Regions from separate parts of the Mus musculus genome. Here all the other regions are linked to region 1. A link is a contact called in public Hi-C, HiChIP or PLAC-seq, Micro-C and promoter capture Hi-C data. All regions are on one chromosome and are shown on one strand. The core of a region is the stretch at or near the end of the contact, and the rest is flanking DNA. Distances in the headings are between cores, read along the strand shown. Region 1 holds the start of Cpeb4 (cytoplasmic polyadenylation element binding protein 4). Region 2 holds the start of Stc2 (stanniocalcin 2). Region 3 holds the start of Sh3pxd2b (SH3 and PX domains 2B). Region 4 holds the start of Nprl3 (nitrogen permease regulator-like 3). Region 5 holds the start of Snrnp25 (small nuclear ribonucleoprotein 25 (U11/U12)). Region 6 has its middle 3.6 kb from the start of Gm40823. Region 7 overlaps Gm39676 (a long non-coding RNA gene).

Region 1 (3,387 bases), core at 346-2,845:
GACTTTTTGCTTTTTCTGACCCCAAGATCTCATCCTGAATGTTATGAGTAGCCGGGGCAGGAAAGAGCCAGGCTGACCCAGCACTGCTGCCATTGGCAGCTGTGTTATTATTTATAAAAGCAGCAGGGTTGGGGGTGGCATTTTGGTGATGGTGTGGAGGCTGCAGATGTGGATGGAATCGGACTGGAAAAGCAGATTTATTCCCAGTATTGCTTTGCACTAGCACTCCAAACCCGTAATCCCCCATTTATTATTTTTAGGATCAGAATCTCACAATAAAAAAAAGACAACCTAATGTCTCACGTCTTTCCTCCCCTGTATCTCAAATATGTTTGCTTGAAGTATCTTATTTATAGCTAACTCAAAGATCACAGCTTATCACCCTACGTATCTCTGATTTGGAATTCTGGTCTCTCTGAATGGAAAAGAACCTAAAAAAAAAAACCTCTTAAAATATTGATATGAATCCAATTGGGCTTATTTCAAGGAAGGAATAAAAAAGGAAAAAGGTAAAAATCAAGTCTTTGGTTAGTAAAATAGGCGCTTTCTTTTTCCAAAGGAAAATGTTCATGAATGACAAAAACACAGCTTCTCAAGCATCTATGGATATAGAAGAATAAGCATTGTGCGGAGTAAAAATATATATATATAAAATTTAACAATCACATATGGTCTTCCTCAGCAGTTTAGATTCACATAAAAATTAGAATAGGATTAAGGGGTGAATACGTTCTTTTCTTGGCAGCTTGGTTAAAAAAATCAGGAATAATTTAAGAACATTATATATTATATATTTATATATAGATAGATTATATTAGGTTATCTGGGGCGGGAGGTGAATTTCTGGTTGCCAAAGAGGAAATCAGCCTTGACTAAAGGAAAGATGATTGCAGGGAGATTTCTGCTGTTCCTGGTCCTGTTTCTGTTCTTTTGTAGGGTGCAGTGTGGGCCTCTGGGGCTGTTCCTTGGGCTCCGGGTGCAGATCTTGCTGCGTTTGCTGTTCTTGGGCTCCCCTCGGCCTCCTTTCCCCCATGAAAGGGGTTGGAAACACCCGTTTCTCCCTCTGGGGGGTGTCGCGATCAGGAGGGATTAGCGAGACTGGACAAGGGCAAGCTGGCGGCCCGGGGGTGCGGGGAGCAAGGGGGCGACCTGGAAGGTCCTGCGGTTTCTGCCTCTTCCCCTCTCTGCGGCTCCGGGATTTTTTTCCCTCATGGGACCCAGGGGCGGTTTGTTCAGTTCTCTCAGTTCGATTCTCCGCCGGGGGGAGGGGGAAGGGGGATGGACAAAAAGGAAAACCCCGCTACCGTAGTTACTCTACAGGAGAAAAGCCTCCCCCCTCGGCTCGCGCTCTCTTTTCCCCTAGACTGATTGGAAACTATAATTTAGAAGGCTTTTGTTTCTCCTCACGGTTGCTGGGCCGCCGCCGCCGCCGCTTTTCCCCGGTCCCGCAGTCCCAGCTGTCGTCGTTGCGGACTCCGTCTGGCTCTTCTTTTTCTTCCTTCTTCCTCCTCGTCTTCCTCTGCTGTCGCCGCTGCCGCCGCCGCCGCCGCCGCCACTGCCTCCGGTGCCCAGGTCCCGCAGCCGCGGCTGAGTCCTTCTCCTCAGGACCGAGCCGAGTGAAATGACAACCAGCTGGAAAGACCGAGAGACACTTCCGGTTCGATGAGGGAGGGGCGGGGTGCTGCGGAGGCCACGCCTAGCAGCCGGAAGACCAATCCGACACCACAATCCCGACTAGGCCACGCCTCCCAGCCTCAGAGCTCCACCCAGGAAGGTCTCTGGTCATCTCAGAGCCGCCTCTTCCGCCTGCGCCTCGCCCAGCGGGGCCGGCGTCGGCCTCGGGTCTGCGCACCCAGTGCAAGCGGTGCACCGCCATCTTTTTTATGGGCAAAGATTCCTTTGCGATTTATGTTCCCAAAGCAGGCTTCTTAGGAAGTCCGTAGAGAGACGCTCGGAAGAGAATGGACATCTTGCACACTGAAACACTGAGCTAAAGTGTTGGGGGTCGAAGTGGCAACCCATGAAACCTAGAATAAACGAGAGGCCTGCCCTGAGTAAAGGTGGGTGCCCCGGGCATCACGTGCTCTGGCCCGAGCTCCGCCCCCGAGGGATGGAAGGAGAGGCGGGTTTTCCCGGCATCTGTGCTGTGCCTAGAACTGCATAGTCCTTATCCTGAACGCACGTCTCCGGAGGGATTCCCTTCAGTCTCCATTCCTCCACCCGAACCACCTACTCTCCCATCCTCCCTTTGAGATGCAGATGCTGTAGGCGTCCATGGCTGAGCCACCAACTATTAGCTTTCTACTCCACCTTCCAAGCAGAACGGAGGGATTTTTCTAAAAACGAAATTCCAGTCACGGTCCTGTTGTGCTCATACCTTTTTAAAAATGGCAGTCCGTTACCTGGAGAATAAAGACCAAACTCCGTATTGTCCTGTGGGCAGTATTCTCTGTGCCTTTTTCCACGCCTTTGTCGTCTCCTCTTGGCAAACTCTCATTTCGTTTTAGGAGTAAGTCTCCAACCTACCTACTCTGCCTTCGGAATCTCTTTTTACAGGCATACATGACCCTCGATACCGCTCATGCTTTTATATGGCATTATATTACATTGGTGGCTTATGTCTCTAAATCAGTGCTTAAAACAGTAGTTCTCAACAACTGGGTTGTGATGCCTTCAGGGAGGTGTCCAATGACCCTTTCACAGGGATTGCCTAAGACCCTCAGAAAACACAGATGTTCACATTACAATTCATAACAGTAGCAAAATTACAGTTATGAAGTAGCAACAAAAGTAATTTTATGGTGGGGAGGGGTCACCACAGCACGAGTAACTGTATGAAAGGGTCGCAGCATTAGGAAGGTTGAGAGCCACTGCTCGAAAGATTTGACATTGAAGATTGGAAGCACCAGAGAGGAATCTTGAATGGAGACATACATAGAGAAAAGCAGCAAGAATGAAATCTTTTCTGAAAGGTCTGATATTCAAATCTGAATTCATCATTTAGTTTCTTATGCCATTTGGTTTGGAGCTCACATGTTGGTTATTTGCTGTCTACTCAAGGCCTCCCTGTCTTTGCCTTTGTATAGGCCTACTATCGTTTACTCTGCTGGGGCCTGAAGTAATATATTGTCCTCAGCATAAGTTTTAGATATGTGTTGAATAAATGTTTCCTTTGGGAAATGGAAACTGAAGAAAAAACTAAGATAGAGCCCAAAGTAATTCCAACAAAATCATATATCTATATCTATATCTATCTACCCAGTATGGTGACACACACCTTTAATCCCTGAGTTCTAAGCCATCAGGTCTACACATCAAGCAAGTTCCAGGCTAGCCAGGGCTATCATCTTGTCTCAAAGACTCATCATCACCGTCATCTAACCCTTC
Region 2 (3,387 bases), core at 437-2,936, 500 kb after region 1:
GAGAGCGGGCCTCGCTTCGGAGGCCCAGGGTTGCAGTCGCCGCGGGCGGTGGGTGATGAAACCTCCCAGGCGCATTACTGCAGAATGCGCGGGCGAGCGGGAAGTCGGGCAAGGACGGGGGTTGAGAGTTGGTACCCAGGCTCACCTGTTCTCCAAGACTAGGGTGGGGACTGCGGGGGAGGGGCAAGGAGTGCCAATACCGGACGAGTGCCATGTGGCGCTAGGTGGCAACGCTCGCCTCTCCACCCTCCCCCAATCAAGCTGGCCCCCCGAATTACTCCTTCGGGTTTATGAGGCCAAGAGCAGCAGTTCCTGTCCCGGGCCCAGCGCGAGGGAGACGTGAGCGTGCACACGTACACACACAGCAGGGAGGAAAGACGCTCCCGGCAGCGCCCAACTTTCTCCCCGCTTCCTCCAGCAGCGGAGATTGCAGCTGAAGGCGATCTGATTCTCAGGGTGCTTAAGGAGGGGGCTCCAAGAAGAGGAGAAAAAAATAGAAGGTCCCAAGATTTGGGGGGTGGGGTGCTTTAATTTTACATCAGAGGACTGCAGAGTAGAACAAACAAACAAACAAACAAAACCCGTAAGTGGGCCGAGTGGCATTTGGAGAAAATTGAAGACTGTATTTGGAGACGCCTAAAGTTGCCTGTCAAGCTCTGGCCTCTTGGGCACGCGATGGTCTGTGGCCGCCTGACCCAAGGCTGCCTGGGCCTCCAGGCCACCAGCCAGGAAATGATGCAAATGAATTTTCACCTGGTGAAATGAATTGTCACTTGGATCCCTGAAGCCCAGACAGGAATCCGTCTGGACTGGAGGAGGAGCGAGACGAGACGCCCCAGGTGTTATTGGACCCATCAAATTCAGGCAGAAAGTGGGTAAGTCAATCAGGCCAGCAGCTTCCACGCCTGTCCTCAAGCGCCTTTAAATAAAACAAAAACCAAAAAACCCAAAAAACAAAACAAGCGTCAGGACGCTTAGGAATTCCCACCAGAGTTCAATTTGCTCGCACCATCTCTGTGACCAGGTATCTGTCCTAATCTGTTCAGGTCTCCTGGCTGAGAATGTGACTGTGTTCCAAAGAGGAAACTTTCCCAGCTGGATATGAACCCTGGGGACTCTGTCCCTGTGAAGACCGACTTCTCCTGCCCCCCACCCCCCTTTTTTTAGTTTTTAGTTGCAAGTAGAGTTGGCATCCGCTTTAATTTTTCCCCCTCAGTCCATTCGGCCATTGCCCCGGAGCACACGCGCACGCGTCTCGCACACACACACACACACACACACACACACACACACACACACACACACACACCACGCAAACGCGTGCCATTGCCCCGGAGCACACGCGCACGCGTCTCGCACACACACACACACACACACACACACACACACACACACACACACACACACACACACACACACACACACACACACACACACACACACACCACGCAAACGCGTGGCCGCCGCCAGGTCTGCAACTTTGTGGGGCGATCGCGGAGGCGCTCCGCTTCCTCCCGTAGAAGTTGGCGCAGGCCCCGCCTCCCGCTGTGTTGTCAAACGGGCCGGGGTCTCCGATTGGTCCAGCCTCCGGGACAACACCTGCTCGACTCCTTCATTCAAGTGACACCAGAGCTTCCAGGGATATTTGAGGCACCATCCCTGCTATCGCCGGGCACTCGCGGCGCGGCTAACGGCCTGGTCACATGCTCTCCAGAGAGCTACGGGAGGGCGCTGGGTAACCTCTATCCGAGCCGCGGCGAGGAGGAGGGAAGGGGCCAGCGAGGAGGAAGAGTGGGAGGAGGGGGAAGCGGCGGAGGAGGAAGAGGAGGAGGAGGGGCGCACAAAGAATCCAGGTCTCCAGGCGGGAGGGTGATACCCAGAACCATGTGTGCGGAGCGGCTGGGCCAGTTTGTGACCCTGGCTTTGGTGTTTGCCACCTTGGACCCGGCGCAGGGGACGGACTCCACGAACCCTCCGGAAGGTCCCCAAGACAGGAGCTCGCAGCAGAAAGGCCGTCTGTCCCTGCAGAACACAGGTAAACGCGTGCGCCCTGCAGCCCAGAGCTGCCGGGGGAGAACAGGGTGCATGCTCGCGGCGCGCCGGGTGCCTTTAGCCCCAAGCCGGCGACCCGAGCTCACCCCGGGCGGCACAAACTCTCCGTGGCTCGGGACGTGCAGAGGGAAGAGCGAGGCGAAGCGAGGTCTGGCTCGGGCTGCGAGAGCCGGGGATCGGCACGTGCTAGCAGGGTGATGAAATGGCTGAGGCAAGACTTGTTGCTAGCCTTCCCCGGGGCTGAGGGGAACCGAGGCTGTGCCTGACGCTGCTGCCAGCTCCAGCCAGAGTCCCGGGCCCGGAGCAGGGCGCACTTCGTCACGCCTGGCCCGTGCGAAGTACCAAGGGACCCCAGAGCTGGGCTCGCCCTGCACCCAGAACTTCGTTTCCAAGCCGGCCAGCCTGGCATGTACTGTCTCCGTTTTCTCCAAAGATGCCGGACAGCCCAGAACTTTGCTGGCCAGTTAGGAACTTTTCCTTTGGGGGAGGGGGTTCGCAAAGCGTACCTCTGCTGCTGCAGCCATGCTCCTAGCCAAGTCAGCACGGGAAGAACTGTTGACACGATCCGAATCGTGCGCGGCCCTGCTCACCAGCAAGCTGCAGTGCAAAAGCCTGACGTGTGGCACACGGGGCTGGCCTTCTTCCCAGCTCCCGGGAGAGAAAGAAACGTGTCTGCCGCTCGTCTCCTTACGCCCCCACCCCCGCAATTCCTCGGGGGCCGTGTGAAAGCGGCGGCCGTGGCGTGCGTGCGCTCCTTGCCTGAGCCGGAATGCACAAGTGCTGGTCAGGGTTCTCCAAGTGAGTGATCGCTGCCCTGCTCGCGACCACGCGTGGAGTCAGTTCAGCCTCTCACCCCCGCTTGTCTAGGCGCACAATCAAGGGTTCCTCGTCCGCCCTGCCTCCTCTCGGGTTTAGGCACCCCTTCACAAGCACAAGCTCGTTCTCATGCTAGATTTCATCTCATACAGATTTTTCGACTCGAGCCCCGCCCTTCTTCCAGAATACACTTTCCTCATTGTAATTTTGCGGTTGGTTTAAATCGTAGAACTGAGCGAACCGAGAGAGGCGTGAGACTGCTCTGCCGCAGCCTGACAGCTCCCTGTCTGTCCTTTCAGGCTGACGAATTAGGACATCTTGGAAGAGGGAGCAGGCTCGGGGCCTCTGGGATTCGAGGGGATTAAGTGATATCTCACACCGGATCCCTAATTAAAAGGAACCTCCAGAGAAAGGTGGCGGGTGGAAAGGCCAGCCCCCACCTGCCTCCTGCGTTCTGAAGCTGGTGCCAGCTGCAGCTTCCGTGGCCTAGCATTTTTAATGCGGGTGGTTTGGAGGCAC
Region 3 (3,387 bases), core at 351-2,850, 480 kb before region 1:
CTTTGGTCCAACAGGCCTGCTCTGCTCCTTACTGTTAGCTGCCCCATCCTTGAAACAGACTTGAGAAGACCACCACTAAACATGTGTGACACCACAAGGGAGTAGAAGGTGACACCCAGTCCTTGGTGGTTCTATCTATTCTGGTTTGTCGGATCTGGTGGAAGGCGGCATGGAGGAGAATTTCAGACTTCCTCCAGTTGGTGTGTTGCTGAAAACTGTCCCATACCCAAGAGGCAACTCAACAGGCTTCAACAAGAAACCAAGACTTGGCAGCATTTGAAATAGTTAAGGGGGGGGGGGGGGGGAAAGGGAGTGGGGGTGGGGAAACCAAGACAATTTAGCTGAGCTCTGAAGCAGGGAAAACTTAGCTCTATTTAAAGATACCACAGGTCCAGGAAGCAGCCCCCCGCTGGCTGGCCCAGGGCTGAGTTACTGAAGGCCTAGACTATAACAATACACTGGAACACAGCACACCCTTTCTTGTAGAGTACAGTGGATACCCGGCCATCTCCTTTCAGAATTTTATGGGCGACTCAGGGAAGGCATGTATAGCTGTCTGCTTTGTAAGAATGGATCTCTTAAACAAATAGATCCAAAGGGGCTTCCAGGGAGGCCCCTGGCCAGCCTTTCTCCAGCCAACGCCCTCTCTAGTCATTGTTCCTCACTTCTTTGTTAGGATTTTTTTTTCCCTCCCTCTTGCTTTTTTCTTTCCTGGTTAACTTCTTCAGGACTGGCACAGCCACAGGGAAGCCAGTCCCCCTCACACCTGGAGTGAAGTCCCCAGGGCCTCCTCTAAATCCACTGTCCTACTACCCAGAACCTCTGAGGTGGAACCAAGGCCACCTCAACCTCCAACAAAGTCCCCAAGCAGCCTGAGAGGCCACTTCCCACTTGAGGGTCACCGTGGGCCCCAGGCCCATCGTCCACGTTTGAGAATCCTCAGCCTTTGAGTCTCAGCGTTCCCATCTGCAAAATGATGCCAGGGACCCATTTCCTCCACACCTTAGCAGCTCCAAACAAAATTCTCCTGTCACAGAGGGGGGTTACTCCTGGGGAAACTTTCCCACATTGTTAAGCGGAAGTTACAGGGAAGGGGCGCTCAAATGACCCATGCACAGAAGGATGAAGGGCTAGGTTCGCTAATCCTATGAGGCTGGGCGCCTCTGGGTAGGAGGGTGGCCTGAGACCCACGGCTCCGTGGGTTTCTCTCCTGGTTTCTGTCTTAGTCTGCAGCAGCGGCTGGGGCCAGACTTTTGTACGGGTGGGCAAGGCGAGAGCTCGCGAGGAGATGGCGAGGACCAAGGGGCGAGCGGGGAGATGGCGGGGAAGGCACAGGGACCAAGGGCTCGTGGGGAGACAGACAGCAGGGAGGGCGCGGGGACCCGGGGCGCGTGGGGAGACGGCGGTGAGGGCGCGGGGCACAAGTTCTGCGCGGGGCTGGGATCGCCGCGTGGCGCGGACGCCGACTCACATAATGCTTGTTGGGCACGCGCCGCTTCTGCACGTCCAGCACCTTCACCTCCACGATACTGCGCCGCGGCGGCATGGCCGTTCTCCGCGCCCAGCGCCGTGCGGGCCGGGCCGGGCCAAAGCGATCCTTGCCGCCGAGCACTTGCCGCCGCCGCCACCGCCCTCCGCGCCCCGCCCCTGCCCGCCTCCACGCCGCCCGCCCACCCTGCTTAAAGGGCCCTCCCGGCCCGGCCCGGCCACGTCCGCCCGCGGGCCTTTGTCCCCGCGCCCGGCGGGACGGCGCGCTCCGCCCCCCGCGCCCGGGCCTGGCGACTCTAAACCCAGGCACCCAAGCATCTTGCTCGAGCTCTCCATTCCCGTTAAGGGCTCAGGGAGGTTGCCCATCCCCCTCGGTGTGTGAGAACCGCTGGCGTGCCAGTCGCTATAAATCCGATCGCTTGCCCCCAGGGCTGGGGGCGGGGGCTGGGGGTCAGGGAGAGGTGGTCACTAGGTCTCTTGGGTTTACTGTCTATGACAGGGAGAGGAAAAACTGCAAAAATGGCCTGGCAGCCCTGCACAGGGCTGCGAAGGTGAAAGAGAGCAGGGATGCTGGGTAGGTAGCAAGCCCCTGACCCCGTGGGGGACTGAGTCCACACCTGGCCCTGTGCCCTGTCATTATCACGGATGCTCACTTAAAATCTCACAACACCTGGGAGTTGGGGGTCAGGAGGGGATGGTTAATCGCCTTTTACAGAGGACCTGAGGACAGCCTCTAGATTCATGGAGCAGGTGGGTCCAACCCATGGTTGCCCCACACTAAGCAAAGCAAAGCTACAAGTGGCTCCACATCTCTTTTCTCTAGCTCATCCTAGCATTGGCTGGGCGCTCAGTAACTAACAGATGCTGGCTGAATGAATGGATGGATGGATGGATGGATGGATGGACACACATAACACCATGGATAGGAAGTTCAGACTGCAGGTAGTGGTTTCTCAGCCACGAAGCAGGGGTTCCCCTTCAGGCACCTCCCCACCCATAGATCAGTCGAGGAATTTCTTAAGGGAGAGTTCTCGTCAGTCCAGGCAGGCCTTGCAGACTACTTTATTTTGAATCCCTCTGGAAACCCCTCTATTGCCTTTTTGGCTTCTTTGTCCGTGCTTTCTGCTGTTCTGGCCTTGAAGGCTGGTCTGGATGGGCTTCACTAATAGAAGGGGTTACTTGATTGGTACCAGGCCAAGGCGGGAGGATTGTCTTTACCAAAGCCAGTTTTGTACCAAAGATGGCTTTGTGCTGCCTCAGGCACAGGACTATCTTCTTGGCGCTCTTGATTAAGCTGTTCTTACTGACCCACTCGGAGATTGTGGAGAGTGGCATCCATTTGGAACCAGGGCCCTCCCTGGCCCAGTAATTCCCTCCAGTGCACCAGATCCTAAGGTGCTTCCCCAGCAGAGCTGCCACCCAAGGCACCCGCTGGTTTCTCTCATGTCCTGCACAAAGCAGAAGCACAGACTGTAGAAGTTGGATGTACCTGAATCAGCTAGCTCCTCCCACTTCCCAGTTCCCCAGCTCTGCCTGTAGCTGTAGTAATGCCATCATCTTCCCTGTCCCGTCATCCTTGCCCCCATCCTCCACCTCCCACCCTTGCCGGCTGATTTCTGAGTGTGAGTCGGATCACTCTGGGTCGCTCACAACAGTTCAGCCTTGCAGCTTTTGTCCTTGGGTGTCCGCCTCATTTTAGTTAAGCACCCACAAGGTGCATCTGCGTCCTTGCTACCTGCTTCAGAACCTCCTTCCTTTTTGTGGCTGAATACTTTTTCATTGTGTGTTTCCTAGCCCTTCCTTTTCTTTATTCATATAAATGTGGTCACTTTGGCTGTTGCCACCCTTGGGCTATTGTGACTAAGGCTGCTGGGAATGTTGACATACAGATGTCTGTTC
Region 4 (3,387 bases), core at 456-2,955, 400 kb before region 1:
TCCCCCAAGAAAGGTGACCATGGGAGGCAAATTAATCTCGTCCATTCAGTTTCACCAATTAAACCTTTCTGATGACTTTAGACTCAACTTCCGACCCAGTGTGATGAAGGGTCATCTCTAGCCATAGGATTCAGGACAGGGCAGAGAGTTTAAAACTATTTCTGTTGTGGGCGAGTGGCTCTTTCTTGGAGAGGAACACTCAGTGAAGAAGGCAGCTCCCAGATAGCGTCTGTGAGCTCCACCCAGCCCTTGGCCTGAGCAAGTGACGGGACAGATAAGGCCTGGCACCCATATGGTTTCCTACTCTACCTAAGGGAGACCTTGGGGGATGGGGTGCAAGGGTCCAAAGTTCCAGTTTCCAAAGGTTTACTTCTGCAGAGGGGGTCTTGAATCCACATTGTTTTACATTTGAAATGAAGCCTCTCTTCTGTAAGACTTTAACATCAGAGTCGGAAGGTATGGCCTGCAGAGCTCAGGCTGGCTCTGCTCCTTCACAACAGCTCAAATCCAGCTTCTGGCGGGGAAACTGGGGTCCCCAGTGGAGTCCACGGTGTGACCTACGTTTTGATTTCTGGAATAGCTGATGGTATTTCTTCACAATGATGTGGACACCTTGGGAGTTGAGGTGATGCATCCCAGGTTAGTTAGTCCTGGGTTCTCCTATCCAGTGCTGTCAGTATTGGGTAAGGCAGCCTCAGAGGGGAGTACAGTGGACTTCTGTAGACTGGGATCTCATCATTTCCCCCACACGCAGCATTATTACCACGTCCATTTCAGAGCTAGTGACGGTAGAAAAGATTGAACCCAGGGCCTCGTATATAATGTCAAGTGCTCACTAGCAAGCAACATCTCTTTCCCTTTTTGAGAAGGCCTCAATGAGTTGCCCTGCCTGGCTTTAACTTCCTATCCTGCTACCCTAGTCTCCCTAGTAGCTGGAAATACAGGTCTCCACCACTGAGCCTGGCTGTCACTATTAATTACATAGAAAATTATACTGTGAATACTCCTGTGAAGGTTGCTGGCAAAAAATGGGTCCAGAGATCATAGTTGGGGAAACTCTGGGCTCCTTGGTTTAGGTCTTCCTATCTCAGAGGCAACCACTGGGGTCCCAAGGCTCTGGCTAATCAAGTGGCAGAATGGCCCGGGGGAGTAAGAGGGAAAACCTGGACCACAGTCCTGCCTGGCTCAAGTGCCCCGGTCCCTATGCACTCCCGCTGGTTCCGTGGGAAGGTCCCACGACCCATCCCAGGCACCTGGTTCCATCTCTCTGTCTGCTTCCCTCCCAGCCCCTTCCTACTCCTGACCTCACACAACACTCAAATCACACATGACTGGGATAAAGGCTTGCAAAATGAGTTAAAGTCATTCCTTTCACATCACACATCCAAACCATCAAAAGGCAAACATAAGTGCAACTCTCAGACACTGGCAAATATTCAAATGGTACCTTCTCATTGAGTAATAGTTGGGGGGCGGGGAGGGGGAGGTTGAAATACGACTATTTTCTCTCTTTGTAAAGTTTGAAAACATGATTGTTATGTGATGAGCAGGCTAGTACAATCCAGACCACCGCTCCTGCCTTTCTTACAGTTTAAAGTTTATACGCTCTGGTTAAATCAAGTGTATGACTTTAAACTGCAGACAGCTTTCCCTAGCGAGCTACTAGAGTGCAGCCAAGGCGTCGCGCCGGCGCAGTCGCCTGTCCGGGCATGCGCGGGGGCTGTGGAGCGCCGCTCGGCGAAGTCTCGCGAGAGTGAGCGCCGAGGCCGAGGTGCCGGCTTCCTCCGTGTCCCTGCGGGCCCGGCGCCTGCCTTCGGCTTTTGCGGTCCCTACGCGAGTTCCTCTCAGGCGCACGCCCGGGCTCCCGCAGGATGGGGGACAATACCAGCCCCATCAGCGTGATCCTGGTGAGCTCGGGCAGCAGGGGCAATAAGCTGCTCTTCAGGTACCCCTTCCAGAGGAGCCAGGAGCACCCCGCGTCCCAGACAAGTAAGTGGCTCCTGGCGGTCACCCGCCCCGCCACGCGCAGTGCACAGTGCGGAGGAGGAGGAGGAGGAGAGGGGCCGCGGCACGACTCCTGAGTCTCCAGCCCATGAAATAAAAATGCGTAAGAATTGCCAGCTCCAGCAGTGGTGCGCATCTGGGATCCCAGCGCCCCGGACGCGGAGGCCGGGGTATTGCCATGAGCCCAAGGCCAGCCATTTCTCCAGACAAATCCAGAAAGACACCAGATTTTACAAGCACAGACACGAATTTATAAGTTATTTTAGAAAATATAAGCGACTTTAAGGTCTGAAGTTGATCTTGAACTCTGGTCCATGCCCATTGTGGATAACTGCTCACCATCTTGATAATCATCCCTCCTGTATATAAACTCTGAAAGTGTACCCACCAAAAAATAAAATACAGCATCATCCTTTCCCCGAGCCCCTCAGAGAATCTCAGGACACTCATTTGTTATTTTGTAGCATCCGCCTTGAAGGTTCTTGGAGTTATTGAGCACATAACTCCTGTCTAGTCGCAGTACACTGCTGCATGGATCAGGCATAGCCTGCCTCTGTAGGCAGTGTTCTTTAAAGCTCGCTAATATAATACAAAGGGTTTTAAGTTATAAAAACATAAAGATGGTACCAAGCTCTCAGAACCCCCTCCCTCATCCCCCTAAAGGGCAACTATCGTCACCATTTTCCAAATCTGTTTATACACAAGCAAAGCACACATTCCAAGTACAAAAGGAACTACATGGCCCATTTTTTCCCTGATATATATATATATATATATATATATATATATATATATATATATATATATATTGAAATAGACCGGATGGTCTTTTTGCTCATTTTCTTCTGTACTTTATGTCTATGTCTTAAACAGGTTCAACCTCACCCTGAGACAGGTTTCCTGTGTAGTCCTGGCTGTCCTGAAACTCACTCTGTAGACCAGGCTGGCCTTGAACTCAGAGATTTGCCTGCCTCTGCCTCCTGAGTCCTGGGACTAAAGGCCTGGGCCACCACCGCCGCCAGCCACCTTGTTCTTATTAATGACTGCAGTGAAGTCCATGAGATGAGCGTACTCTGGTTTATTCGTCCAGCCCCTGTTGAGGGCAGTAGTTTTCAGTCTTTTCAGGCTGGGCACTGGCTCTGCCAGCATGAGACCCCTAAATTCCCAGCACTTATGTAAAAAGACTGGCTTGGCTGTGGTGTGCGTAATGTCATCACTGACTGATAGAGATGGGTTGATCAAGAGCTCCCTGGCCAGCCAGCCTAGCCTGAAGGGTAAGCTGATTCCGTGAGAGACCCTGCCTCGAGACAGTAAGATACAGAGAAAGGAGGACACTTTACATTTTGCTCTGGCCTTCACCTGTGCTTGTAGGCCATGTACCCA
Region 5 (3,387 bases), core at 306-2,805, 330 kb before region 1:
CTAGAGTAACCTAGGGAGATGGAGATCATAAGAGCTTTCTGGTGTTAGAATGGGGCAATTCTGTGTCTGAGAGTCCTGCCCCAGTGGTCCTTTCCAAACATGCCCTTTCACTGACATGGCCCTACCCACACTGCTGGGGAGCGTCACTTGGAGACACCTGATGCCTTAATGTCTCCCTAGTTATAGATGATATATACCTACCTGTCAGTGGCCCTGATCAAAAAAGGGAACCAAGCTTGCCTACTGTTATGGTTTGCATATGCTCAGCCCAGGGTGTGGCACTATTAGAAGGTGTGGCCCAGTTACAATAGGTGTAGCTTGCTGGAGTAGGTGTGTCACTATGGGCTTGGGCTTTAAGACCCTCATCCTTGCTGCCAATATTCTGCTAGCAGCTTTCAGATGAAGATGTAGAACTCTCAGCTCCCCCTGCACCATGCCTGCCTAGATGCTGCCATGCTCTTGCCTTGATGATAATGGACTGAACCTCTGAACATGTAAGCCAGCCCCAATTAAATGTCCTTATAAGAGTCCACGTGGTCAGCCACCTCAGTGAAGTTGGAGATTAGGTTGTATTGAATAAACTTTAAAGGAAAAAAAAAAAAAAGGAGTTGCCTTGGTCACACTGTCTGTTCACAGCAGTAAAACTCTGACTAAGACACCTATTGTGTGTTAGGATTTTCAATTAACACTGGGCCTGGCGATCCTGAGAGTATTGTATCAAGAGGCTCCAGGCCTGTACCTCAGGTCCAGGGTGCAACTGACCGGCTACCTAAAACCTTTGATAACAAAATGTCTTTTGTTTGTTTTGAGGCAGAGACCCACTACTCCAGACCCTTGGCTGGCCTGGAGCTCTCAATGTATCAGGCTGGCCTCAAACTCACAGAGATTCCCTTGCCTCGGCATCCCGGGTGCTGAGATTAAAGGTCTGGCCAGACAAGAGATGTTTTAATAAAACACAGAGGGAAGTACAAATAAACTTGTGTAACTCAGTGGTAGAGCACTTATTTAGCATTCGAAAGGTTCTCAGTTTGGCTCCCAGTTCTGTGCGCACACAGACGTTAAATAAAAACACCTTTGATTGGCAAGGTTAAAGAATACATTAACTACTAAGTCACGCATACTGAAGTTTCAGGCAAAAGGAAAAGACTTGTCACACTCATCCTGAGTTCATATCTTAGTGTTTGTTTAATTCAAACTTCACGGCTCAGAGGGGCTCCTCACCCTAAGCGTTCCACTTATGCGCAGAAGCGTCTTTCTCTGGTGGGACCACCAGCGCCCATCCACACCCCAGAGCCCTGTCTCGCACCTGGATCGGAAGGTCGCAGAGCAGCGGGTCTTGCACCACCATGGCGAGACCTTCTTGGAACACGTCCACAGCCTCGGAATGGGGCAATGTCTCCTCATCATCCTCGTCGTCCTCCGGCACCTCCGGCCGATCCTCAGCCTCCGGGTCCTCCAGGACTGCCTACTACTAGACTAGTGTTGCTTTCCGGCGCTCCTCCAGCCTGCCCTGCCTTCCAGGTTGATAAGCAAAAGGCGCGTGCGCAGTGATTGTGTCCCGCCCCGACGAGATAGCTTAGCCAATGGTATACTGCGTGGCTTCAGTAGCCAATGAAATGTGCGAGTCTTCGGGAGGCTGGGAGCGTGCAGACAGCAGGTTATTGGCTGGATAGAGCAGGTCACGTTGGTGGTGCGAGCGGCGCGGGAGCTACGAGCTATTCTGTTCCCCGCTGCTGAGCTTCTCTTCGGTCTGGGCTGGTTGTCAAGGAAGGCCAGCGTTGCTATCGTTTCGCGCAAGACACCTGTCCCCGTGCACGGCATCACCCAACAAGGTGACGCTGGGAGGCGGGCGCCTCCTGCTGCCTGGGGCCTGCCGTTGCCACTCGCGTGCTGTTGCCCCAGCCAGGTCGCTTCGCAGTCACTTGAGATTATGCCATGGGCTCCATTCCAAAAAATTGCCTAAAAGGTCCACTTTAAAGTAAGGTGGAAGCCGGGCATGATGGTGCACGCCTTTAATCCCAGCGCTTGGTAGGCAGAGGCAGGCGGATCTCTGAGTTCGAGGCCAGCCTGGCCAGAGTGAGTTCCAGAACAGCCAGGGCTATACAGAGAAACCCTGTCTCAAAAATCCAACCAACCAACCAACCAAAAAACCCACCAACCCCCTCCCCGCACAAAAACCAACTCCAACTCCAACACACACACACACACAAATAGAATAAAAAGTGAAGTGAAGCTTTGGCTTGGTGGCACACACCTTTAATCTCAGCACACAGGAGGCAGAGGCAGTTGGATCTGAATCGAGAGCTAGGTCTGTATGGGAGAGCAGGGACTACAGAGGGAAGTTGTCTAAACAAAACAAATCTAGGCGGGACCTGTGGTCCTCGGAGCTGTCAAGGGCAGCCTTGCCATGCGCTGATCTCTAGTCCTCGTGTTCTTTTACACCACCAGTCCCTGTAACAACTGTTCTTATGAGGACGCTGTGTAGGCAGCACTGTGGGCTTTTTCTTTTTTCTTTGCTCCCGTCACATTCCCTGGATAGCTACTTTAATCACTTGCCTCATTTTTAAAATCCTATGTGTATGGGTCATTTTCGGCGTGTATTTCTTCTGGGCACTGAGAAACATCGTGTGAGTGCTGGGAATCAAATTTGGCCCTCTGGAAGAACAACAACCGTGTCTCTCTCTCTCTCTCTCTCTCTCTCTCTCTCTCCCTCCCTCCCTCTCTCTCTCTCTCCCTCTCCTCCCTCTCCCTCCCTCCCTCTCTCCCTCCCTCCCTCCCTCCCTCCCTCCCTCAATCATGGTTATCCTACTTAAAACTCTTATCCCCTATGCCAAGCTTGTTGTACGCACTTGGAGAAAATCCTAGCACTTGGAGAGACTGAGGCAGGAGAAAGGGTTTAAAGCCCAGGAGAGTTGCACAGCAGAGATAAAGAAGAAAGTAAGAGGAACAGGTTACATAGTGAGACCCTTTCTCAAAACAAAAATAAACAGAAAATCTACAGTATAGATTAATGTGGCCATAAGTAAGCACAATTTATTTGTCTTTGACATTTTTGTTTGAGATATCTTCTCTCAAATGAACTGTTTCAGGCAATTTTGGCTTTATCAGCTATGTCTATTAGTTTTCTGCCTTTATCAGCAGAAAAAGCAAGCCAGATCTTTCCTTTCCCATGTTTTCCTTTCTAGGCCATCACGATTTTCATGTCCTACCATTCTACCTCATACCTATATCTATATTTCTATAGCTCCATATTCCCACATGCATACACATCTGTGAACCAGAGTATCAGTTATTAAGCCTTGTAAACATAATTATATTTGCCCTTGGGGACACCAAAAGACTAAGCATTAAAGGAACTCTGGCCTATTTTGAGGGTAGGGTAGTGTG
Region 6 (3,387 bases), core at 313-2,812, 290 kb before region 1:
CTACAGAAAGCTCCTCAGTGCCAACTCTTCTCCGTGTCATGGTTCAGCCGCAGGTACAGAGGCAATGTGTGTGCAGTCATGGTCCACTTGCCATAGGCTTACTCTTTCAGTTAGCCTCCAGAATTCTGGGAAATGTGTGAAGAGAAAGCAGTCACAGTTATCTTCAAAGGATCCCAAATATCCAGCAGGCTGAAAAAATTGCCAGCCTACCAAAGGGTTCCCACACCCAGCTGCTCTCAGGTGGGTATTCTCAGAGGAGCTACTCAAGTGGCACCTTGCCAAGCCCAGGAAATGTTACTTTTCTGAGTTTGTATCTTTTGGTATTCTGTTATTTATGCCTCAAATGCCTTTAGCCTACTTCTCCACATGCATCCATCAAAGTCCTCTCTCTCTCTCTCTCTCTCTCTCTCTCTCTCTCTCTCTCTCTCTCTCTAAATATTATTTATTTAATGTATATGAGTACACTGTAGCTGTCTTCAGACACACCAGAAGAGGGCATCGGATCCCATTACAGATGGTTGTGAGCCACCATGTGGTTGCTGGGAACTGAATTCAGGACCTCTGGAAGAACAGTCAGTGCTCTTAACTGCTGAGCCATCTCTCCAGCTCCCAGAGTCTGCAATTTTGAATGTCATTCTCTGTGAATCTTTTTCAAGCTCTCTACCCATAACCCCTAATATGTTGCACTGTCTCAGTGTGAACTCTCCCTTTTGCCCAGCATCTACATCATGTGGCAGAGACACTCACATAGCAATTGTTATTCTGTGAGATGCAACAGACGTCCTCTATGAAAGTACCCTGAGCCAGAGAAGGCATCTGAGCCCTTTGTGTCCTGAGCATCTTGCACAGTGCTAGGCAAAGTGTAGATGCCCTTGTTGTGTGCACGAATGAATGAATGAATGAATGAGTAAATGAATACAGTGTGCTGGCGTGTTTCTATGGAGGCTCCGTGGTGTAGACAGAATCTACTCAGGACTCTTCTCTCTATTCACCGGGGCCCAGCTGACTACACACTGGAGCCTCCCCGTTAGGAGGTTCTGGGCTCTTTATTGGCTTTCATTATTTTTTTTCTCCCTAAAACAATATGATCCTTCTTTAGTGCTTTCCAAAGCACACCAATCAGCATACTAATCACACTAAAGTGTCAACGGAACCTGCCAATTTCATACATTTGCATATTTTCTGTAGGGTTCCGCCTCCCCCTCCCCCTCCCTTTCATTAGCTATTCTTGGAAGAGCTGCTCAGCCTCCATATTGTTCAAACTGGCTTGATTTTGATTTCACTTTGTAAAGACAGATTTGCAGGATGATGAACGAGCTCCTGCCAATTTCATGCATTTCCGCTCTGTACATCGACACCTTATATTTATTCCATCTTCTCCTCCTGGCTCCAGATGGTGTGGCAACACAGCCTCGGGCAAAGACACAAAACTCACTCTCCCTCCCTCCTCCTCCTCACACTTTCAGCTCCGGCTCTCCCGTGCCAGGTTTGAACGGTGCACAGCCTCTGGCAAACGTTGCCTCGCCTGCAGATTGGGCTGCCGCTTAGGAACCTGGGAATGTGAAGCAAGACAATGGGGAATGTCACATGCCTTGGGCCTCGCCACTCCAGTCACTGCCCCTCACAGAAAACCACAGCTGAAAGAGTTTGATACATTCACAGATGTTCCCCCCCCACCACCCTTTTCCATTCAAGAAGCGGGCCACAAGTATCTCAAGAGAAGACTTAATAAAACAATGAAACAAAAGCCCCAGGCTCCTCGTGACAGATGAAAAAAAAAAAAAAAAAAAAAACCACCCAAAAAACAAAAAACAAAAAAAACCCAAAAAACAAACAAACAAAAACCTGGCAAGAGCATGTGCCCATCTTGACACTCTCTTGCCTTCTGTCTGAAATGTGACCAGGGAATCATACAGATGAAAGATGGCCAGAGACATATACCAGTGATCTTTTAGATATACCTGCCTCCCCATCCCCCCCCCTCACCCCCAGTTAAGTAGGGGCTGGAACAGACCCCAGAGCATGTGAATTAATTATGGGGGCATCTGAATGAGGACAGATCTGCTCCTGGCTTTCTCTGTGGGTCCAGGGCGGTGGAGAGCTTATACAGCCCCTAGGCGCCAGGCCCAGTGGAGTAGAAGCTGGAATAAGCCATGCACAGACAAGAGAATCAGAAACAAGGACTCAACATTTGGGATCAGAAATCTTCCTGTTTTTAGTGGGTGTGGTGGTACATATGGGAGGCTGAGGATTGTGTATTTGAGGCCAGTCAGGCTCCAAAAAATAAAAAAGGAAGCCACAATAGCAACAAAATAGAAAATTCCTCTTAAGTGTGAGACTGGACCAGGAAACAGGTTGGGCCTGGTGAGGATGTGGTTTGGCAGCAACGACACCCTTGACACTCACAATGTCACAGATTGGACGTGACATGCCCTCCAAACGCCCATAGACATTAAAGACGTTAATGAGCCCATGGCAACATTGGGAGGGGAGTTCATCTGGACTGACGGGTGCTTACTGTAAAGTTGTTAGGTCTCTGAGGGTATGCTGCAGAAGAGGGTTGTGGGAGTAAACTTGTCCTTCTTCTGTGGTATACGTGTGTGCGCGTGTGTGTATTTGTGAATGTTTCTGTGCATGTGGTGTGTGTGTATGTGTGTCCAAGCAATTAGGTAAATGACTTTGCTCTATCACATGTCCCCTGACAGAACATATTGTTTCTTCATAGGGCCAAAGCAACAGGGCCAACCAGTCATAGATGAAATCCTGTAAACCTATTAGCCAAATCAACCAGTTCTACTTCCAAGTTGATTACTCAGTCCCACAATGGCCAAGGACCCTTTGGAGTAGTGGGGAGTCAAGTGGACCTAGAAAAACCCAGAAACTAATAGTCCATCTCACATGATGCTACTTAAGAACCAGACATGGGTGGGAAAGCAAAGAAACCCTTGACTTGAGTGAGGAAACCCAGAACTGACTGAATCGTTCTGCTTTGAGATGAGACTCTTTAGAGTGGACTATAGATCAGAGGGTGCAGCTAGTTATGTTGGCTAGTGATGAGCCAAATAGAAGAGATATGCAGATGTGTTTGCAACTGGGGTAGGTAAACTCAGCATACCTTATAAAGCAAAACCACATGACTGACTTCAAAGTTCCTATGGATCCTAGACTCTTAGGTAGATCCTAGACCTTCCTATCTTTGACTCTGACCATCTTCTGTCTACACTGTTTCCTGTGTCACATTTCAGACAGAAGGCACCGGAGTGTCAGCATCATGAGTTCCTGCCGATAATCTTCATCTGCTACTAGGAGATTGGGCTTTTGTATTCCCTTAGAATACAAAGGTGAGAAAGGAAGATTAAAGGCTGAGGGGCCGGAGAGATGGCTCGG
Region 7 (3,387 bases), core at 315-2,814, 260 kb before region 1:
TATTATTATCATTATTGTTATTATCATTGATTATTATTATTATTACCATTACTATTACTACTACTATTGTTTTGATTTAGTTTTTTGTTTGCTTGTTTGTTTATTTTGACGAAGGGTCTCTCTCTATATTCCTGGCTATCCTGAAACTCATTATATAGATCCACCTGCCTGGCTCAACTGCAGAGGATGGAGAAGTGGGCAGTGTACCTGGAAGGACAGAAGGGCCAGATGCCAATGAGCACTAGCACTAGCCACACCCAGAACAAGGGCCACTGCTCAGCCAGAACCCACAGATAGATGGGTGTTTCAGCAGATCAGCGGGGCTGTGGTAGAACGGGATCTACCCACTCACCTCACCGTTCTGCTTCCCTCTCAGCCAGTCAGTCAGAGACCCAGGAGAGAAAGATGGCTTCCCTTTATCTGCAGACTCTGCTGCCCCTCATTCTTAAGCCCCGCCCATCCCTCCCTGATGGGAAAAGGACACAAAGCCAGAATTATCTGAAGAAGAAAAAAAAAAGCCTTAAGATTCTAAATGCTCAGCATTGTTCAAGTCCCACTTCAACAAGGCAGACACAGGAGGGGGAAAAAGATAAATTCTTGCTTTGTGCTGAAAGTTCAAAACATGATAATTCACAAAAGAGGTCTAGGAAAATACTCCACATGGGGACACAAGACAGAAGTTCAGCTCTTGTCTGTCACTGTACAGTGCCCAGGGGTGACTTGAGCTCTTGAATCCCATTTCTCCTCAGGAAACCTCCCCTTACGCACCTGTTCATTCCATGGTTTCGGTAATTGTGGCCACAAAGTACTAGGATTTGCCTTGACTGTGGTACAGAAAACAAATCTATTTTTAAAAAAGATGTATTTATTTAATGTAAAAAATAAATACATATTATATATATGCATACACTGTAGCTGTACTGATGTTTGTGAGCCATCATTTGGTTGCTGGGAATTGAATTCAGGACCTCTGCTCGCTCCGGCCCAAAGATTTATTTATTATTATATGTAAGTACGTCAGACACACCAGAAGAGGGCGTCAGATCTCATTATGGATGGTTGTGAGCCACCATGTGGTTGCTGGGATTTGAACTCAGGGCCTCTGGAAGAGCAGTCAGTGCTCTTAACCGCTGAGCCATCTCTCCAGCCCCAGATGCCTGAGAATAAATCTATTAATGCTCACTAGAGAACATTGTTAGAATTTATTAGAAACTTTTAATCTCTGATACAGAGTGCTTTTGCACATTTGCATCCCACTGACAATCAAGATGGGACTGTGAGGTAGAGATTTTAATCTTTTTAATTGTTATTTTATGCGTGTGAGTGTTTTGCCTGCATACCACATGCATGCAGTTCCTAAAGAGGCCAGAAGAGGGCATAGGATACTCTGAAACTGAAGTTATGGGTGTTTGAACTTCCATATGGGAGTTAGGAATCAACCTGAGTCCTAGGGAATGGCAGCCAGTTCTCTTAACCACTGAGCCATCTCTATAGCCTCATCCTGTGGGGTTGTAAAGAAGTTTAGAAGTAACATGTGCACCTGCCTCACTTCTTGGGGCTGCCCCGTCTGCCCATTCCTGCTCATTCTGGTTCTAATCACAGAAATCACATGACTGTGGTAGGAACCCCCAACAGCTAAGAAGGAAAATAGAAACCAGCTGCAAGGGCTGGTCTGTGTCCCTGTGTACAGGGGCTCACTCCCACATTGCTCTTGAAGCCCCCTTCCTTTCCTTGCCTTCGAGTTCCAGTCAATGTTGGAATAACTACTGGCTAGTAGTTTAAAGTGCCCAACTGTATGTCACCATTCACAGGAGACAGAAGACAGAAATGTGTGAAAGTCTCAGCCATGCTGGATCTGGGGCTCTGCCTCTGGGGCTTGGCCTTTGAAGAAGGTTTCACTGCCCTTGTGGCTGGCACGAAGCCCCCAGGCCTGTTTCTTAAGCCAGAGAAGCTGCTAACTGTGGTGGGCCAGAGGCATGGGAGAGGACACTTAATACGGCTGGAGGACAACAATTCTCTCTCTTCCTTATATTTTTGTGTTACCTGGTCCCCTCACTCACCCAAACAGCTGGGTTGAGTGTCCTGTACCTCCAAGGAGTGCTGATTGAGTCCTCTCAGCAGATAAAAAATGCATGTGAAATCCCAGGAATGTAATCTATTTGGGAAAATATACATATACAAACCAGTCCTCATAAGGGGGCAGGGGGGAGAAGGCCATTCAAAATTAGCTTTGAAGCTGGATATTTGACTGTTAGGATATCTTACCACAACTAAACATTTCTTTCTCTGTTTCTACTCTTCTCCCTCTTCCTTTCTCTCAGACAGGATCTTTCCATGTTGCTCTGACTGACCTTAAACTTGCAATCCCCCTGCCTCAGCCTCCCAGGCACTGGAATTAAAGGTGTAAAGAAAACAAATGTCTAAGCCTTTCATGGGGGGTCCACAGGCAAGGGTCCACATGGATTTGATTGGATATTGCCCTTGTTCCCAGAATGGAGGAAGCGGCTTATCCCAAGGGACAGAGGCTTGATCCAGGAGCATTCCTGTCCTTTGTCCTCTGTCCTGTGTCCTCTGCAGTGTGACACAGCACCCAGGCAGCAGATCTGTTGTCTCTTTGTAAGGGGCTCTTCCCCTGTCAGGCTCCTTAGGTCCCTGGCTGCTGGGTAACTGAGAATGACTCTCAGAATAAGCTAGAGATGGAGTCAGCAGGTTCCTGTCACCAATTCAGTCTTTGCCTGCTAGAGGTCTTGCTTGAACTTGCCACTCTGCTGGGCACTAGAGAAAAGGCAGTCAGCTTGAAATGATTCTCTGGCTTGGCTAGTATTTGCCCTGATGAATGTTGGGTTCAAAGTTGGTTGTAGATGTGGCAGTGTTAACAAGGGGAGGAACTTTTGGCAAGTAGAGCCTAGTGTGAGGTCATTAGATGAGGCTGTCATCCATGGAAAGAATTTATGTGAGTCTTGAGGAGTGAGTTATTTCCAGTGAGAAATGGTCTTTAAGTAGCAAGGCTGTTCCCTCCATGGTTTCTGGCTTCTGTCTCACCGTGAAAACTCATCCTCCTTCAAGAGTTCCTTCCGTGATGCTATCCACCCTAGTGTGAAATAACCAAGGGAGGCCCTCACTGGAGGCTGAATGGGGGAGATTCCTTATTGTGGACTTTCAGCCCCTAAATACGAGCTAAGTAACTTTTCTATGTAAGCACTCAGCTTCAGGTATTTGATGTAGCAGCAGCAGCCGCAGCAGCAGCAGCAACAACAACAACGGAAATATATTAGCTATCTCTACTGAACTTTTAATATGTGCTAGGTTTCTACATACACTGTGACCTGGGTCCCCACAGATTTGTGAGATAGATGCTATCATTATGGCCACTTAGCAGACTTGGAA

The links. Promoter capture Hi-C pulls out the DNA fragments that hold promoters and counts their contacts. Hi-C and Micro-C count contacts between places; a contact is called where the count stands out from the background. HiChIP or PLAC-seq counts read pairs in DNA pulled down with a chosen protein or histone mark.
Region 2: a contact with region 1 is called in a Micro-C map of embryonic stem cells, with 3 times the contacts expected there. The contact joins the promoter of Stc2 here to the promoter of Cpeb4 in region 1. A contact is called at or near these places in 7 of 484 Hi-C or Micro-C datasets (embryonic stem cells, muscle stem cells, myeloid progenitors and 1 more).
Region 3: a contact with region 1 is called in an HNF4G HiChIP or PLAC-seq map of pancreatic cancer cells. The contact joins the promoter of Sh3pxd2b here to the promoter of Cpeb4 in region 1. A contact is called at or near these places in 3 of 39 promoter capture datasets (liver and stem cell-derived epiblast-like cells), 1 of 484 Hi-C or Micro-C datasets (reprogramming fibroblasts), 2 of 115 datasets of contacts at active chromatin or transcription factors (extraembryonic endoderm stem cells and pancreatic cancer cells) and 1 of 9 other capture datasets (liver).
Region 4: a Hi-C map of CD8 T cells shows a contact between it and region 1, with 2.9 times the contacts expected there. The contact joins the promoter of Nprl3 here to the promoter of Cpeb4 in region 1. A contact is called at or near these places in 3 of 39 promoter capture datasets (the HPC-7 cell line, HPC-7-derived erythroid cells, epiblast stem cells and 1 more), 3 of 484 Hi-C or Micro-C datasets (CD4 T cells and CD8 T cells), 2 of 115 datasets of contacts at active chromatin or transcription factors (memory CD8 T cells and pancreatic cancer cells) and 1 of 9 other capture datasets (liver).
Region 5: a contact with region 1 is called in a promoter capture Hi-C map of pre-B cells. The contact joins the promoter of Snrnp25 here to the promoter of Cpeb4 in region 1. A contact is called at or near these places in 8 of 39 promoter capture datasets (the C10 cell line, the HPC-7 cell line, cranial neural crest and 4 more), 2 of 115 datasets of contacts at active chromatin or transcription factors (effector CD8 T cells and memory CD8 T cells) and 2 of 9 other capture datasets (adipose tissue and liver).
Region 6: a contact with region 1 is called in an H3K4me3 HiChIP or PLAC-seq map of forebrain, with 4 times the contacts expected there. The contact joins the enhancer-like site here to the promoter of Cpeb4 in region 1. A contact is called at or near these places in 8 of 39 promoter capture datasets (the C10 cell line, cranial neural crest, embryonic stem cells and 4 more), 4 of 484 Hi-C or Micro-C datasets (cerebellum, cerebral cortex, embryonic stem cells and 1 more), 4 of 115 datasets of contacts at active chromatin or transcription factors (astrocytes, embryonic forebrain, embryonic hindbrain and 1 more) and 1 of 9 other capture datasets (embryonic stem cells).
Region 7: a contact with region 1 is called in a Hi-C map of double positive thymocytes, with 2.8 times the contacts expected there. The contact joins the enhancer-like site here to the promoter of Cpeb4 in region 1. A contact is called at or near these places in 6 of 39 promoter capture datasets (the C10 cell line, cranial neural crest, embryonic stem cells and 3 more), 5 of 484 Hi-C or Micro-C datasets (CD8 T cells, double positive thymocytes and embryonic stem cells), 1 of 115 datasets of contacts at active chromatin or transcription factors (memory CD8 T cells) and 1 of 9 other capture datasets (embryonic stem cells).

What each region holds. Positions count from the first base shown.
Region 1 is chr11:31,869,148-31,872,534 of GRCm38.p6, reverse strand. It overlaps Cpeb4 (cytoplasmic polyadenylation element binding protein 4), which reads right to left and starts at 1,595. Exons shown (of 10, transcript NM_026252.4): 1 at 1-1,595. The coding sequence starts at 247.
Region 2 is chr11:31,368,360-31,371,746 of GRCm38.p6, reverse strand. It overlaps Stc2 (stanniocalcin 2), which reads left to right and starts at 1,686. Exons shown (of 4, transcript NM_011491.3): 1 at 1,686-2,035. The coding sequence starts at 1,885.
Region 3 is chr11:32,346,053-32,349,439 of GRCm38.p6, reverse strand. Sh3pxd2b (SH3 and PX domains 2B) reads right to left here and starts at 1,600. Exons shown (of 13, transcript NM_177364.4): 1 at 1,472-1,600. The coding sequence starts at 1,546.
Region 4 is chr11:32,266,025-32,269,411 of GRCm38.p6, reverse strand. It overlaps Nprl3 (nitrogen permease regulator-like 3), which reads left to right and starts at 1,705. Exons shown (of 13, transcript NM_181569.3): 1 at 1,705-1,989. The coding sequence starts at 1,872. RefSeq lists enhancers at 84-466, 1-629.
Region 5 is chr11:32,203,583-32,206,969 of GRCm38.p6, reverse strand. Snrnp25 (small nuclear ribonucleoprotein 25 (U11/U12)) reads right to left here and starts at 1,555. Exons shown (of 5, transcript NM_030093.3): 1 at 1,307-1,555; 2 at 1-10. The coding sequence starts at 1,348. It also overlaps a transcript of Il9r not described here.
Region 6 is chr11:32,156,041-32,159,427 of GRCm38.p6, reverse strand. No RefSeq gene overlaps it. Among named protein-coding and RNA genes, the nearest start is that of Gm40823, 3.6 kb to the left of the region's middle. Within about 2 kb of position 1,562, at least 41 of the 459 cell types and tissues checked have an H3K27ac peak or open chromatin away from gene starts, as enhancers often do. A contact at or near this core is called in cerebellum, cerebral cortex, embryonic forebrain and 2 more, where this site is marked.
Region 7 is chr11:32,130,393-32,133,779 of GRCm38.p6, reverse strand. All of the region lies in intron 1 of Gm39676 (a long non-coding RNA gene), which reads left to right. It overlaps Gm51888 (a long non-coding RNA gene), which reads right to left. Exons shown (of 3, transcript XR_003949656.1): 3 at 1,408-3,387. Among named protein-coding and RNA genes, the nearest start is that of Gm39676, 4.6 kb to the left of the region's middle. Within about 2 kb of position 1,564, at least 10 of the 459 cell types and tissues checked have an H3K27ac peak or open chromatin away from gene starts, as enhancers often do. A contact at or near this core is called in CD8 T cells and double positive thymocytes, where this site is marked.